Regions from separate parts of the Bactrocera dorsalis genome. Here region 1 is linked to region 2. Evidence: chromatin contacts called from public Hi-C data. All regions are on one chromosome and are shown on one strand. Each heading gives the region's core, a stretch centred on a gene start, on an enhancer-like site or on the middle of the called end of the contact. The rest is flanking DNA. Distances are from core to core; before and after follow the strand shown. Region 1 overlaps LOC105228978 (protein GDAP2 homolog). Region 2 holds the start of LOC105228978 (protein GDAP2 homolog).

Region 1 (2,700 bases), core at 120-2,619, 42 kb before region 2:
ATGTGGGCAGCTAAGTCGGCTGGGAAACTACTCTGATTGGCACTTAAGTTGCTGATAGCGATTGTACGTAGATTTAGTTCCTTAGCTTTATACAAAGCATTTCTGCAAAAGGAAAATAATATTACAAATACATTTAATATTTTGAAAATTGAAAAAGTAAAATACAAAAGTTTGTTTAAAAATAGTAGATTTAAGATGTTCTGTAGTTGAGGAGTTCAGTCTACCACTATAAGATAATATAGAGGACCGAGGACCATCGCCTCTATAGCATCTAGCATGATCACATATAGGAATTTATCAATTTGCTGAGGCTAGATCAGTCGTTGTGACTTTGGAGAGGGCACAATAGACCTTAGTTCGCGGTGCAATCCTCCTTTATTTGTCTAATAATGTAGTGGGGAGACTAGTCAATCTATTTAAAGATGGTCCCTTTAATCACAAAACCATTTTTCAATGATATTCTTAATAAGAAGATGTTCAGCAATGCGCTCTCTTCAGACAAGTGATTGTTTTCCACTGCCAACGGTATTTCAAAGGATACCACAGTAGCCAGAGACTGACTGCAGACAGTTCGCGCCGGTTGCAGTTGAGAGGTATGTAGCTAAGTTTTGACGCGCAAGTGGAAATTTGGGTCAAAACACATGTAATAGAATACCAAAGGAGCCCGGATCTTCTGAAAAAGTTTCGTAAAGAGGGTAGCGTTTTCAACGAGCTTTAAGACTGCAAAAATAAATACAGCAGCTTGCTTTAGGTGAAAACACCAGCACTAGCATTGGAGCTGCAGCTAAGGCTAGCTCCAGGAAGGCAACATTATGAGCGGTAACTGAAACTAAGCCAGTGTAACTAGAGCCTGTCTGCAAAGCGGGCATAAAAAGAGGATACTAAGATGAGACTGCTAGTGGTGTATCTGCCAAAAAGGCCGTACTTTAAGGTTGGTGACCAGAAAAAAAAGAGGTATGCGGAGAAGCTTCGTGCTGGAAATCTGCTCAGAAGGGTACAGTTGCAAAACGCTAACCAATGAGGAACCTACAAAGGAGTCCCAGGAATGCATTTATTAAGCAAAATCGGTTATGGCATACCCAACTTTAAACTTAAACTGTCAGTAGCGGCTGGTCGGTGACGTTGATTCCGAAGGAAAAATTCCTAGAGGATAATGGAAGGGGGTACAAGCTGTGTTGAAATACGTGGCGTTGGAAGTATTATTAAGCAATCCGCGACCGTCACTGATCCCAAATAGTATCAGAGCCAAATCAACATGATTCCATGTGACGATGGGAGATTGATCCAGTTTTACAGAGCGGCTATAGTCAAAGTTGGGAAACTATACCCCAAAGCCTGATTTCTGGAGGGTAGAAAATACATTCCATCCTTGGAACATAGCCACACCATCTCAGTTGCACCAAATAATGCAGCTAATTAGAGCCAATTTGCCAATCGTCGGAAATTCGCAAGGGCTTTGGAGGACAACAGAATATGGCGTAGAGACGGAAAGGGCACCGTGGCAGATTATTCGGTTATTAAGAAATGAATACATCGAGATCAGCGATGGGTGCACAAAGGTCAAAATTATGACAAACAAATCAGATCTCGACACTATGCCATGGAGTACTCGAGTGATGTCGAAAGTATTCAGCAAGGTGAGTATTTTTCACGGTCTGAATTAGTGAACAGACTCTAACAGTTATAAGAGTTTTTAACGAATGAAAAGCTCTACAGCCGTAAATATGCCAGATCTTTTACTACGGGTTCTCCAAGTAGCCACGAAATAGCGCCATATTTCCATAAAGAAGCAACAACTCGCGATCTGTGCTATCATAAACCATTACCATTACCAATCACCCACATTACCTGTAAGAGTAATGCAGTGTATTTTCAGCAGCACTTTTGAATGTCTCCTTCACAGCTGGTCCGACGGTGTGTATCACAAATTTGGCTGGTAAATTGTAGCCACGCGTAACGCACACCTCGCCAGTTCGGCACTCTACAGATGAAGAGGAAATGAAGTATTAATTTTTGAAGATTTAAAATGCTTGAAATACTCACCTTTTAGGTTATTGCTTAATTCTTCCTTCAATTGATTACCGGCAGCGGCATAAATGCGTTCGGCAAGTGGATTAGTCTCGTTTTGTGTCTCCTCGATAGTATTTGTGATGGCGTCCACTTCGAGTGTGGTTACATCGCCCTCCCTGTGATGAAAATGCAAATAACGGTACATACATATATATGTATCAATTAAATGATGTAATTGCCAATTACCACAACAAAAAGCGATTATTAACATCTTTTGATAACGGAAATGGACTGCAATTGTGACGTGGTCCGCCCAAAGTGGAGTAGTCCGTTATTGGCAGACGGGTATCTGTCTTCTCTGAGCCACCCCAGACTGAGAGTGTGTCAAATTTTACTTTCTGCTCCGGTTTTTGGTGGTTGGAGGCGAGTGTTGGAGGTGAGCATGTAAATGGAAGAGAAATAAAATCAACCGTTAATTGTTTATTAACGTCGCTGCATTGATGCGAACATGCGACCGCATATGCTCGTATATACATTTGTACGAATTGTTGTTGAAGGCGTCGATTACTTACGCACAATGTCGAGTCTGACGACGTCTTACAATCCTCATTGGAATTGGAATCAAGGCGCATGTCTCTGCAAAGGAAGAAGCGACGTGCAAAAGTATTTCATTAGCGATATAACTAGCAT
Region 2 (2,700 bases), core at 159-2,658:
CTAAAGCCATATTACGTCAACTAAATGTAGGAATGAGAAACGAGCGGTCGAAAACGACCATCGAAGCAACGACACGCCGAACAACCTGAATAAGTACAATGGCAATTGGCGCAGGTAAGCAGCAGCAGCAGTAGACAATAACAACGATGACACCAAAAGATAGAAAAGCAGAGGAAGCAAGCAAGATATGTACATTCATGTGTATGTATGTGTGTATGTATTTTTGTTGTTTGGACTGGAAATGAGCGACAAGCAACGAGCTGCAGTTAAACAACAAAGTAGCGAACAGCGAGCGTGTGGGAATATGGTGTCAATGGTGGCTGTCAGTTGGAGTTGTTGATGAAGTTGCTTTGCTTTGGTTGCTGATGAGCTACGAAAGTTAAATTAGCGTTTTGAATGGGTATGAACTATGGAAACACTAACTGCTTAGCAAATTTAACTGCTTTTAGTAAATTTTATAGCGCTTCAGGAGGCCATCGCCCACGCAGAAGCAGCGAGTTGGCAAGCAGCACGCATTCGAAGGCAATTTTCAATTGAAGAACAAACAATTTGTAGCAAGAAATTTGAGAAAAACATCAATAAAAAGTTGAGTTAAATATTATTTTTATTGTTTACTAATGCAAAAACAATGCGAATGTGTTTAATTGGCAAGTAAGGCAGCAAGAAAAGCTGACGCTTTAGGCCCAGCTGAGTCTGTGGCACTTGTGGAAATATACAAACGCTGTCACTACGCACGAATTATGTTAAGAATATTTTTTTGTTAAATTTTACACACTTTATTTGTTGTTGTTGTATATTTAGATAGCTATCTACATGAGTATTTATACAAATTTCATTATGCACGCAGTCAAAGCCAGACTTTTACATAAAACATATACCACAATATGTAAGTAAATATATTTATATATGTATTGTACATATATTTGCAAATATATGTATACATATGCACATAATATACATGTCAGCGTTTGTAAGCAAATTAGCACTTCGATTTTAGCAAACGTGGTAGCTGCGAATTTTCTCACTGCCAGACCGCACACACGCACCACAATTTGGCCACAACTTTTTTGCAATGAAAATATTTTTTTTTTCAATTTGCACAATTTTGGATATTTCACAATACTTCGATTTAGCCAAAACTTTTTTCTTTCAATTTAAGCAAAATTTTTCGACAAGCAACGCATCAATCAGCTATATTTGTATGCACATACATATGTATATATAAGATTCAATACTTTTCTATGCACTGCAATACCTTTAAAAATATCTCAAACGCGCCTCAACGTTCTTCTAACTAAGTTTTTATATTATTTTTGCTTTGTTTTCTGCTTCTTAAACCGTACAATCAATCGACTGGGCGAGCGTGAGAATTGGAACTGAGCTAAGCCATTTAACAAGCAGTCAAGTAAAGCCATTATTGTAGCTACGAGTAGCTCACACACTTACACACGTATACATACAAACGCTTAAAAGCGGCGCTATATACCGTGCTTTCCATGTGAGTAGACAATTCCAAGCCGCTATCGCGCTCTGTGCGCCTTCCAATCACCCACAATGCACAATCTACTACTTTGAAGGCAGTAAGCAAATACCTACATACATATGTATGGACATATGTATAGTATATATGTGAGTGTGAACTCAGAGTTAGTATGCAAATGTGTATGCAGGTGTACTTCCGTGCCATGGCTCTTCCGTCTCCTAACCATAACTACAAAATGTCAGCGTAGAGAGAACTGCCGAGCTGTGTGCAATGAGCGCTCATTTGTTGTACAAACATATAATACATATGTATGTACATTTATACTTACATACATACAAGCCATATATTACTCATTTTCCATACTAACTCGCTTATCTAACATGTGTAGCACCGCTCTTCTCCAAAATAATTGCTAGTTGTTATTGTTGTACCAGAGAACTTAAAATGTTTACTCCCGCGCTGATGCTGTTGTTGTTGTTGTAAATTAAACTCGGTTTTTTAGACACGGTTACTTGACTAATTTTGTGCTTATAAGCTTATTGTGTATAAAAGCTTCGACGAGCTTTCGTATACAGTTATGAAGACACTGTGCTTTTGTGTAGTTCGATAGACACTGTATAAAAAACTGCAGATTTACATATGTACATATGTACATACCTACTTATGTATGTAGATATGTAATTCTGAAGACAGCTTTGATGTAATAAATAATGATTTTACGAACCTATACTTGATTTTCATTTTCACACTTACATATATGCAAAGTTATTACAAAAACAAGCTCACTTACATATTACATACATATTGGTCGATAAAGTTAACCGGAGGTTCGAAAATCCGAGAATATTAGGTATATGGGGTCTAAGGTATAGTATACAAGTTTTGTATATAGTATTCAGCCGTTGACCCAGCTTCTTTAAAGTCCTCTAATGCCATCTCGGGATACATTTTTTTGTACCTGACGTATTTAATAATTGATTTATCGCGGTTTTAGTAGTTTTTATACTCGTGCAACCTCTTGCTACAGAGTAACTATAATGGTTGTATGTATAATATGTATTACCTAAAACTAAGTGAGATGATAAAGGGTTATATATATACATAAACGATCCGGATGACCAAAAAAATTTGAAATCTGGCTGACTGTCAGTCTGTCCGTCCGTCCGTGCAAGTTGTAACTTGAGTAAAAATTGTGATATTTTGATGAAACTTGGTAT

Evidence for each region. A called contact is a pair of places that touch in the nucleus more often than the background predicts.
Region 1: a Hi-C map of whole body shows a contact between it and region 2, with 4 times the contacts expected there. The contact joins the enhancer-like site here to the promoter of LOC105228978 in region 2. A contact is called at or near these places in 2 of 2 Hi-C or Micro-C datasets (both in whole body).

What each region holds. Positions count from the first base shown.
Region 1 is chr3:67,339,935-67,342,634 of ASM2337382v1, reverse strand. It overlaps LOC105228978 (protein GDAP2 homolog), which reads right to left. Exons shown (of 15, transcript XM_049451810.1): 3 at 2,583-2,646; 4 at 2,257-2,408; 5 at 2,044-2,186; 6 at 1,849-1,981; 7 at 1-102. The coding sequence starts at 2,642. Among protein-coding and RNA genes, the nearest start is that of LOC105228978, 42 kb to the right of the region's middle. Within about 2 kb of position 1,369, the one cell type or tissue checked has open chromatin away from gene starts, as enhancers often do.
Region 2 is chr3:67,297,959-67,300,658 of ASM2337382v1, reverse strand. It overlaps LOC105228978 (protein GDAP2 homolog), which reads right to left and starts at 1,408. Exons shown (of 15, transcript XM_049451810.1): 1 at 1,256-1,408.